2 separate regions of the Rattus norvegicus genome follow, and region 2 is linked to region 1. Evidence: chromatin contacts called from public Hi-C data. All regions are on one chromosome and are shown on one strand. Each heading gives the region's core, a stretch centred on a gene start, on an enhancer-like site or on the middle of the called end of the contact. The rest is flanking DNA. Distances are from core to core; before and after follow the strand shown.

Region 1 (5,759 bases), core at 1,205-3,704:
CCTTTGAAAATGTTGCCGTGATGGATTTACACAGAGACGGCGCCCACGTTCTTTCTGAGCCTTGGCATTTGTATAGACGAGGTCGGGGACGTGGCAGCCACGTGCCACCGTCCTGAATTGTCTCGAGAGTTCTGTCAGCTCTCATGTCTCTCCCAACAGTCACTCGTATTTATTGACGTTAAACAGAATCTCTTCTTCAGCAAAAATGAATTGTGGATATTGTATGCTCCCAAAATAAAAGCCACGCGATGAAAGACAGTCTGGGAAATATGACAGAGACTTCTAACAAACACCCTGATAATATGGGGGAGGGGGGAATGGCCGTATTCTTTCCTTAAGGCCAGGATTACTCTCTCAAAATGTAATAATCAAAGACCAGAATCATTTCCAAATACGCCTTCCCCAAGATGCCTGAAGAAATGCCTTTTACTTTTTCTGTCTTATGGCATTTTAGGTGTGTCCAAAAAGATTCTTTAAAAGGGTAGGCTGCTCCATAAACAGTGGTGGCACTGTGTTCGGAACCAAGCACAGCCTCGTACATGCCTGTGTGGCTGTATGTTTAAAAATAATTTTTTTCATTACACTCATTGGGAGAGAGGTGGGTCATGTGTGTGCTGTGGGGTGCAGGTGGAGGTCAGAGGTCAACTCGGGGTCGGGTTTTTTTTTCTCCTTCCACTAAGTAGATCACGGCGTTGAACTCAGCCCATCAGACATGACTGCAGGCACCTTTTTTTTCTTTTCTTTTTTTCGGAGCTGGTGCAGGCACCTCTTTAACAGCTGAGCCGTCTCACCATCATAGACTTACAATTTCTGACGCACAGATGGGCGTGCATTCAGGCTAGCCACTAAGTAAGGCTGACTTTGAAACGCCCACATCTTAAGCTATCTGCTGTGATCCTCTGCAAAGATTCATTCTTCTTCCCAAATATAGCATTCAGCTTACCAAGTGGAATCGTAAAAGTTTACGTTTTCATGAAAATTCCAGTACCGTTTTTTTTCCCTCCTCCACCACCATCTTCTCAGTTCACCACTAGGGGGCACTGTTGGTGGGGCAGGGGAAGAGATTAGGCATAAGATTTAGTCTGTTATTAACTCTCTCTCTCTCTCTCTCTCTCTCTCTCTCTGTGTGTGTGTGTGTGTGTGTGTGTATGTGTGTGTGTGTGTGTGTGTGTGTGTGTGTTTTATTCTATTTACCTTTATTTTAATCATAAAAACATTAGGTGATTGCTATTTGAGACCTGTCGGCATGTTAGCTCCAGAGTTAGAAACTATACCCCAGGGTCCCTAGGCATAGCATCCCTCCCACTGCCCAGCACAAACAAAGTGCCCAGATTCCCCCACCCCAAGTAAATTGATAGCCCTTGCACGGACCTACTGCTCAAACCCGCAGTGACACAAGGCACCGCGGACACTTATGGAAATTGTAAACACAGGAGTAGTGTGAAAGATAGAACCCAATGGTCTGTATATGGAATGTGTCAAAGAGGCGAAATGTTAAACTATGCATTCAGGAGATTAGAGAGGTGGCTCAATGCTCAGTGGCATTTTCTGTCTTGCAGAGGGCCTGACGCCTTTCGGCATCTCCACTCACTCATGCACCCATGTATCCACAGATACATAAACAAAAATAAACTAAAGCGTTCATCTTCAGTTTTCTCGGGTGAAGTGGATTTCCACGCAGGTGTGCTGAGCTGAGGACCCTGAGATCGTGCAGTCTGCTGTGGGAATCCTGGCTGGTGTTCTAAGGAGCTTTACCCAAAGTAGAACGGCACCGGGAGGGGAAAATTACTGCAGACAGAAACCTGAGGTAATTTTAGCCTTATTTACTCAGGCTGCTCACCTTAGACACTGAAGTCAGGTTTAGACGTTCAAACAGCCCTGTAATGAGTACATTTTCTACCATCCTTTCCCTCGGTAAACAGCTCTCAGAGACACTAAAATACACACAGACTCTTTCTGAGTGGAACTCAGTGTTCTGTGTCCTCAGAGCCTCCTCTCTCCACACCCACTCGGCCTCACATAAAGTCTGGCTTGTTGGGGTCATCCTGAGCTTTATGATTGCTGAGAGGGTCTAATGTGCGTTTCTGTGCCTCCCTTGCTAGGGTGTGCACAGTACAGGGGAGCCTACTGCAGCTCTCTCCTGTCCTAAGAGCCCTCCCTCTCCTTCTCCTCAGTCACACCCAAGAGCACAGCAAACTCTGGCTTCCAGAACCTCCCGCCACTTCTCGAATAAAGGCAGATGAGAGTTACATTTCAAAACTAGTTTTGATCGTAAAGCGTGGATAATTGTTTGGTTTTGGTTTTCAATCTTAAATCTAACTGAAAAGGCTGGCCACAGAGAGGAAGGTTAGCTTTTCCTCGGTTCCCCGATCCTCAGTGTTGGTAGCTGTTGGTGCTGTCAAAACGACAGAGGATCCTTTAAGACCAAGAAGAGAACGTGACTGGGGGTGGAGAAAGAAGGAAGGAAATGGGAAGGAGAGAGAGGGGAGGCCTCCCCTGCAGCTGTTCTGCTCCTCGCTGAACCTCCCTCTTCATGCTTGCACTCACGCGGCTGCCTGTGCTACCTGCAGCTTCTTTACTGGGCAGCGGGAGAGCGAGGGCTAAGCTGACTTATACAGTTGTGCTCCATCCCACGGACACTCCTTTCTCCCTGTTAAACCATCTTTCCCTCCTTCCCCCTGGTGTTTTTGCTGAACAAAAAAGGGGAAGAGGGAGGGGTGGGGGTACAGTTCCGTGATGGGGCCCTCCGCAGCAAGGCTGTGGGGCCCGTGGTTCTAATCCACAGCACCACAGAAGAGAATGGAGTGGGGGTGGGGAGGAGAGGACAGTGGACAGAAGACAGGGTCCCTCTTGGGAGGGCTCAGCCCAAGGACTGAGTGACAGAAGGGACACCACCATGCTGACCAGATCTGAAAGGCAGGGCCTTTGGCAGTTCCACTTTGGGCCAATTTAACCATTGATTTTTTTTTCAGCACCTCCTTTCTTGTGCTTAAAGCTCCAGTCTTAAGGAAAAGCAGACTTTTCCTTAAGAAAGAAATGCGTAATTGTTCTACCTAAAGTTGTAAGGATGATTGCTATCAGAGTTTGTCACCCCCCCTTTTTTCCTAGAAAAATTAATTCGATAAGCTTTCAAGACCAGAGGAAGAGAGTAGCCTGTGAGGAGGAGAGGTTTGGAAGAGCCAAGGGTGAAAGGGAGGTCAGGGCCACAGAGGAGCAGGCCTCTGAGGGACAATCGGCCCAAACTGTCTCAGAAGGCTTTCTGCTGAATCCAAAGGAGGGTCACAACTAGGCTAGTCTAAGTGTCCTCGTTAACTGGTAATAATAACTCAATCGCATGGAACCAGGGTTAAACGTGCGTGAGGCCCAGTGACAACTCTTTAAGGACGAAGCCTCCTTTGGAATGGATGACTCCAGTCCTAGGCCTTATAAAAATTAACATTTCTGCTGGGTTTGCACATTAGAACAATGCCAGTCAGAGTGAGTTAGAAGTGCATCGTGTGTCACACACTGACACACATCATATACATGCACCACTCTTCATGACCTGCGTGTATCCTATAAGGAACACCGGCAGGGGGTTCAGAGCCAAGGGGGTTCTGAAGCCAAGAGCACACACTTTGCTCTGCCAGAGGTCACACCTACTGTTCCCAGCCCACATGGGGCAGATCACAACACCCTATCCTCCAGCCCCAGGGACTCTTCCACCCTTTTCTGTCCTCTCCAAGCACTGCAGGCATGTTCACAGAGCTCTACGCAGGCACATATATACATACCCAGGCATGTACAGTTAAAATAATAATAATAATAATAATAATAATAATAATAATAATAATCTCTTTTTTTTTTGGTTCTTTTTTTCCGGAGCTGGGGACCGAACCCAGGGCCTTGCGCTTCCTAGGTAAGCGCTCTATCACTGAGCTAAATCCCCAGCCCCAATCTCTCTCTTTTTAAGCAACAAAGTTGGGTGTGAGAATTTACAATGTGACCAGTTACAATCACAACAATTTGGACCGCGGCTGTAACAAAGCCCCAGATTAGGAGGCCTAGAACCCAGAAGGGCCTGGGGATCATGGGTGTGCGCCCTCTCCAGGAAATACAAACATTTACAAAATTGAAGAGCTTTAAGAAACAAAAATATGTTTAATTTTTAAAAAAATCCCAGCATATACAAATACAAAAAAAATCACTAAATCTTTTTTTATAGTTAATTTTTGACTAAGGGAGGGTTGTAGGTCAGAGGACAGTTTTCAGGAGTCCTTCCCTCCAAGGGTCGAGCTCAGGTCATCAGCCTTGCGAGCATAAATTACTTTGCCTTTACCTGTCTTCCTTCTTTTTTAGTTTTTAGTTTTAATTGTCGCTTTTTTGTGAGCTCACCATTATTTTCTGGTAACAGCATAGCTCGGTGGGTGAAGAGGCCACCCAAGTGGGAGTTTGGTCCCTGGAGCCCATGTGGTGGGAGGAGAAGACTTTCCTCGGACCTCACATGCACGCGCAGTGCTCTGTGTCCACAAACAATTAAATACATATTAAAAAATGGTTTCCCATAAAACACTCACAAGGACTTGTATAAAAAAAAAAGTCGTTAACTTTCTGATGAAAACAAAAAAAAAAAATGAAATCCTGATCGCATGGGTGATGCATGCACGCTGATAGGATCACACGGGTGATCGGGTGGTCCCGGTTCTCTGATAGGATCGCACGGGTGATCCCCGTACTCTGATAGGATCGCACGGGTGATCCCGGTACTCTGATAGGATCGCACGGGAGACCCATATGTGTACACTCTGATAGGCCGACACATGCTGATGCGTACACTCTGATAGGCCGACACATGCTGGTGTGTACACTCTGATAGGATCACATGGCTGTTGCGTATATTCTGATAGGCTGACACATGCTGATGCGTATACTCTGATAGGCCGACACATGCTGATCTGTACACTCTGATAGGCCGACACATGCTGATGCGTATATTCTGATAGGCCGACACATGCTGATGCAGTATACCCAGGTACCTTTCACCACCATTCGCATTTAAAATAACTTCCATGCTATCTCCGTTGTTTCCCAAGGTGTCCCCCACATTTAGACATTACCTTGATCTTCCTGATAAGTAAGGAGACTTATTTGGCTCTAAATTCCCACTTTTATTCCTGGTCTGTATAGGTAGTAGGCTGTCGTTCTCAGCGGCCCCCATGCTCTGAGCTCCCTGCTCTGTGCCTTAGGACTGCAGCGCCTACGCAAGCCCTTGCCCTCTGCTTCCCGGCTTCAGTGGGTGTTGATTTTGCACATCAAGCTTTGGCGTATCAGCCTGCCGTGACTGTTGCTAGGTCCACCATTGACCAGAGCTGTTGTTGGAAGACCCCACCTCCCCCTCCCCCATAATGTGGTCTCTTCCACCCTCAGATCTAGGGAGCAATGGATCCCCACCGCTCATTATCCCCGATGTCTCAACCTTTCTTGTAAGGTCCCTATGATCCTGGAAAAAAATCTTTTTGATTAACATATCATCTTAAAATTGTTAAGAACAATCCCAACAGGGGCAATGGGCAAAGGCCACACCTACTCCAGCAAGGCCACACCTACTCCAACAAGACCATGCCTACTCCAACAAGGTCACGCCTACTTCAACAAGGCCACGCCCACTCCAATGAGGCCACACCTACTCCAACCAGGCCATGTCCACAGTGACACACACCCATTCCAACAAGACTTTGTTGGTGGTATTGGTCCTATATCAGTCAGGGGCAGAACAAATA
Region 2 (5,759 bases), core at 1,859-4,358, 930 kb before region 1:
GGTGGTGGGGGTAGAGTAGCGTATGTTCTACTTGTAGTAACTTACTTTGACTTTCTAAGATTTGTCTTTATTACCTGCAAAGTGGGCACACAGTGCACGGTAAGGGATCCATGGGCAAATCCTTGATGGAGTGTGTTAGCGTGCTGGCTAGGATTATTCTTTTCTTGTCACTTTGACACAAGCTCCGGTCATTTGGGAATGGGGACCCTCAACTGAAAAGATACCCTCATCAGATCGACTTGTAGAAAAGTCTGTAGAGACCTCCCTTGACCAGGGATTCATGTGGGAGGGCCTGGCCCACTGTGGGCCATGCTGCCCCTGGGTAGGTGGTCCTGCATTCTCTGAAAAAGCCAAGCTGAGTAAGGCCTGAGAGCCAGCCAGTCAGCGGTGCTCCTCCAAGGCCTTAGCCAGTCAGCGGTGCTCCTCCAAGGCCTTAGCCAGTCAGTGGTGCTCCTCCAAGGCCTTAGCCAGTCAGCGGTGCTCCTCCAAGGCCTTAGCCAGTCAGCGGTGCTCCTCCAAGGCCTTAGCCAGTCAGCGGTGCTCCTCCAAGGCCTTAGCCAGTCAGCGGTGCTCCTCCAAGGCCTTAGCCAGTCAGCGGTGCTCCTCCAAGGCCTTAGCCAGTCAGCGGTGCTCCTCCAAGGCCTTAGTCAGTCAGTGGTGCTCCTACAAGGCCTTAGTCAGTCAGTGGTGCTCCTCCAAGGCCTTGGGCCCACGTCCTGTCTCCAAGCTCCTGTCTTAGGTTTCTGCCCTGGCTTCCCTTCATGATGGACCGCAGTACATAAGATCAAATGAACCCTTTTCTCCCCAAGTTACTTTTAGGCGTGACTTTTACTATAGGAACAGAAGGAAAGGACAGTCAGTCAACATGGCTTCAGTGTGCATTCAAGAACTGACAGTGTGAGCAAGAACTAATATTAGATACTAGAAAAGACAACGAACAAGGGTCCAACTTTATCTAATTATTCATCTTAAGATTTGGTTTCGTGTATGTGCATGGGGGTTTGTAGAGTCCAGAAGAGGGTGTTGGATCCCCCACAGCTGGGGTTACAGGCAGCGGTGAGCTACTCAGTGTGGGTGCTGGGAACGGAACTCAGATCCTCTGAAGGAGCAGCCAATGCTCTTAACTCCTGAGCCAACCCTCAAGCCCCTCTAACTGTAATTTCTCCTTCAGTCTTGTCATCATGGACCAGTGGGCTCAATTCTGAGCTGCTCTGTCTCCTGGTCATATTCCTAGCAAGAGCAGTCCAGTGCTGTATCTGTGCACAGCACCACCTAGAATGAACTGAGTCCCCTGCTTAGGGATGAGGGAACCTGTCCTGGGAGTTCCTCCTAGTGCCTGTCGGAAGCCTGGACACGTTTATATCTGAGCCAGTGGTTTCTGTTTCGGGTTCCTTCCATGATGCCCTGTGGCCTGGACTGTATCCCTTTACCCCTTACTCCCCATGTGTCCAGAAAGTTTGATCACAGCAGTAAGGAACAACTTTGAATGGTGTGTATCTTATGAAATAGAACCACTACTGGAAGGAAACCCCTGTGGTCTTTCCGTACCCAGAATAAACTGCTCCCACAAGTTCGCAAGCTTCCTTGTTTAATGGTTCTCTCCTATGTGTAGTGCATGTTAATAAAACAGAAGAAATATATAGAAAATACTTCCTCCGGGCTATTCTGGGTCTGTTGTCTCCTATCCTTGTTGAGTATGGCAATAATTCACCAAAGCTCTAGTCCGCATTGGCACATGGTCATACATGGCTTTCTAGTGAGCTGGCCATGGACTGGTGTTTTAAGAAACTTTGCTATTACTGTGACAGCTTGGGCATGCTTCTTCCTCTTGAGCCCGTTCAAGAGGTACTTCTTCAGGTTTGTGTCTGGGAGCCAAGCGTCCCATGTGCTGTGCTCTGGAGCAAGTGTTTTCCTCCAACGGTGTGTGAAAGTCACCATACCTCCCATCCCCATTACTGTTTACGTGCAGGACAACCATCACCGTTGTTATTTTGATTCCATTAGTTGGTTCAGAAGGAGAGATTAATTAACTGATTGATTAACCGATCATTATTTTGATAAAGCTAAGTTCTGTTTGGGCAGGTGATGAGGTTCTGTTTGCCTGGGTGTACCAGATAACGACGCTGGGCTGCGGAGATGGCTCAGTGGTTGACGCCCTTGCCGCACAAATGCGGGGGCCAGGAGTTTGGAGGTTTGGAACCGGTTGGCAGGTGGCCTGTAGTTCTAGCATCACAAGCCAGAGATGGGGCGTGCCCAGAGCAAGCTGGTTAGCTGGACTAGCCATCCTGAGGAATGGTGGGTTGGACTGGCCGCACCTCAGTCAGTGAGGCCAGAGGGCAATGGAGATGAGTTTAGACAACAACCCCGGGACCCTCAGGTGTTACTCTTTGACTTCTGGGCGCCCACTGTGGCTGTGAAGGGCTTCACTGTGAATGCAGCTGTATCTTAACTTTGAAACCCCAGCTGAGTATTATATTGAACCTCGTTATTATGCCTGTGGCAGTAATGTCGGCGTGCATACGTGTGGTAGATTTTGTTTTCTCTTTCTCAAGCCTGTGTCACCCCGCAGGAAGCACTTAGTAATTTATTTAAACTCATACCCTCTTGTCTCACCCACATCCTATTTGGAGTTTACCATACCAGCTGGAATTTTAACTCCAGCCGTGGTAATTTCTCATAATGGGAAACTGATTTTTTTTTCACATTTGCTTGGTGGTTTTCACCAGGCTTTATTGATTTAAATGTTTGGGTTCATGCCTACCTGATATCCTGTGCATACATGGCTAGAGTTGCTTTTCTAATTTTTTAAAATTTTTTTTATCTTCTTAAGATTTTTTTTTAATGTGTATGTGCCTTTTGCCTACATGTGTGAGTGTGTAGTGCGCCCAGTGTCTGTGGGAACAGAGGAGGCACTCTTGTGAGTACCTCTCGACTGAGTCATATTCATCTGAGGAAATCTCTATGGTTATGAGATGCTGTAGCTATTTGACTGAGTCAGTATGCGCTGATAATCTTCCGCAGGTTGAAGAGGGTGCTTTCCTTCTCGGGGGAATTGCAGTTGCCTCAGCCTGTTGCCAGGGGGCGCTGTTGGTCTGAGCCTGCAGAGATCTGCACGCTGCCTTGAGGCGGACAAGGGTTTTAGCTCCTCCGAAGCTGAAGATTCTTCAGAGTCTGGTTGGTCCCGCGCTGCAAAGTTAACATTGCGTGTGCCTTCTGGATGGTCACTCTAGCCTTCGATAATGGCTGCTGGTGTGTGTCCTTCTGCCCCCCACCCTCGCTGAGGAGATGGAGGGGGCGGGGCACGCCTTTTCTTAGGAAGGCTTGTCTAGTTTTCAGCTGTTCCCGCGGAAGCTCCTGAGGCGACTTCCTTCAGGCCTTTAGTGTGGTTGTTGTTGTTATTATGAAGGTACATTCTGTGTGGAATTCTTCTGAGGCCTGGATTTAGTCTAGAGAACGTTCTGTGGCACTTTGGGGGAGTCTGTTTAGCCACACTAAATACAGATTTTCGGATTGGGACTTTGGGGGCCTCTTTATGAATGGGAATTCTAGTCTTAGATCCTGAGAGTGGGCTTTTTTGCGCACAGGGGCTTGAGACCCTTAGACCATAGCCAGAGCGAAGGCCAAGCTATGCATGTACTTTTGTCTGCCCAGGGGGCTGTGTCGTCTTCCTTAACTCACTGCTGTGACGTCTCCCTTTCATGCTTGGAGATCTGTGGCTTCTGGCCAGAACTTTCATCTTTCTTTGCAACCAGACTTCTCTCTCTCTCTCTCTCTCTCTCTCTCTCTCTCTCTCTCTCTCCCTCTGTGTGTGTGTGTGTGTGTGTGTGTGTGTGTGTGTGTGTGTGCGCGCGCGTGCGTGCATGTGTGCACCTCCCTAGCCCCAATACTAGAACTCAGAATATAGGTTACCAGCATGGACTAAGGTTGGAAGGGACACCAGTCAATACCAGTGAATTTCTGCTCTGAAATTTTTATGAACTTTTGTGGTTTCTGAGTTCCTATTGAAAAGAGGCATCTTAAATATTTTATCAGTCACCTTTGGAATTTTTCTAGAAGGGGCTCCTCACATTCTGCCCAGCACTTGTCAAAGATAGTCAGCTACTCTGTTTCCAGCCCCTGCATCCAACCCCCTGGTGTCTGCACTGATGTTGAGGATGACCTGTGTGGACCACGGCTGAGCCTCCTGTCCTTGACTAGTGGTTGTTTCTCTGGAGTAGAGTCCTTTCCAACCGTCTGCCTCGTGTAGTGTGAGACCTGCAGGCTCACCACTTGGTATTCATAGGACTTTCTCATTTCCACTGCTAAAGTTTGATGTCTGGTTGTCACATATTCCAGATGTGACTCTTACTCTGTAGAATCGAACACCTTTAAAACAACATACAAAGTCCAAGCACAGAGCACAGGCTTGTTTTGAAGGATCGAAGGATGGTTACAAATGTATCCAACACTAATAGCAACAGGAGTGTTTGTATTAGAAACGGCTGGGGGCTGCAGAGTTCCAAGGAAGGAGTGTTTCCTTTGGCAGAATCCAAAATGTTTCCGGAGGAGCAGGGCCACTGTGGGAGGCATCCAAGAGTCTTTTACATGTGATCAGGTGTGAATTTATGAATGCTTGAGGGCAGGGGTGGTGAGAGAAACAGGCAAACGGGTGGACAGAGAAACATGGAGGGTCCGTTTATAATGAGATAATTTCAGGAGACTGAAGAAAGACATGTGAGACACAGCAGTGTTAGTTTGTGCACAGGTGAGTGGACATCACTATGAGTGAACCAGCAGCCAAGGACAGTGGTAACATACAGGATGAAATCCATTCTGTGTCAGCAGAAAAGACCAGCAGCAGCACTCACTCGGGCAGGCCGGCCGTGGGTACAATCATCCTTTGTGTCTCCCGGACTTTCACAGAGGCTGTAAACATTGTATTGTTCTGATCAATCCAGCATTCAGCTGCAAGGATATTAGAGGACACTTACCATGAATCCGGGGCTTCATTTATGTAATTTAAAAATGCCTGCAGTAGCATGAAAGTTTAAAAATGTTTTCTTTGATTATTTTATTTTATAAGTGATATTTATTAAAAATATCGACACTTTCATGCCCACAGTCTAGTTTTCTCATTTGCACGGTGACGGCACAGGCTGTTTAAGGGCTTGAGGGGAAAGATTTCATTTAATACAAAACCATATACAGCACATGCATGTTTTTCTTTGCAATTTAGGTCGAAGATACTTTAGGTCAAAGATACTAATTTTTAAAAGAGGGTCATCTTATTTTTTCCAATCTGATAAAAACTAGTGCACCAACTCTTCAGAGTCAAGTTTTGCACAGATAAAAGTGAACTTTCCTAGTTGGAAATGGCCCTCCATCCTCCACCAAATAAATGGAAGATTTCAACATAATTTAAACAAAAAAGAATTGGGAGGTGTCACCATAGGCAAAAAGTCTGAAGTACCTTAGCTTTCTGTCCTTGGAACATTGAGGTTCAGAGTTGGACTCCAAATTAACCCATGACTGGAGCTGACCTCTAACGATCACAGAGATGGGCACAGATTTCACACCCGTGTCCGTAAGCCATGCTCCCTGTATGCAAATGTGTCTTCTGGGGCCACGGAAAGTGTGATTGTTTTCGAAGGTCAGCGGGCTGGGGAGGGGGGGTAAGCAGGCAGTGTGGGCAGCATTAGTACAGGCTCTAATCATCACCTTGAAGTGCGCGTTTTCTAAATCTAGAAGGAGAGATTAAGGCAGGAAGGCGTGGCTGTGCG

What was found. Hi-C and Micro-C count contacts between places; a contact is called where the count stands out from the background.
Region 2: a contact with region 1 is called in a Hi-C map of the A7r5 cell line, with 6 times the contacts expected there. The contact joins two enhancer-like sites. A contact is called at or near these places in 3 of 12 Hi-C or Micro-C datasets (the A7r5 cell line, Schwann cells and psoas muscle).

Annotation. Positions count from the first base shown.
Region 1 is chr4:180,045,561-180,051,319 of GRCr8, reverse strand. No RefSeq gene overlaps it. Among named protein-coding and RNA genes, the nearest start is that of Lmntd1, 79 kb to the left of the region's middle. Within about 2 kb of position 2,454, at least 10 of the 93 cell types and tissues checked have an H3K27ac peak or open chromatin away from gene starts, as enhancers often do.
Region 2 is chr4:180,976,615-180,982,373 of GRCr8, reverse strand. The region is part of intron 26 of Itpr2 (inositol 1,4,5-trisphosphate receptor, type 2); the gene reads left to right. Among named protein-coding and RNA genes, the nearest start is that of Itpr2, 160 kb to the left of the region's middle. Within about 2 kb of position 3,108, at least 37 of the 93 cell types and tissues checked have an H3K27ac peak or open chromatin away from gene starts, as enhancers often do.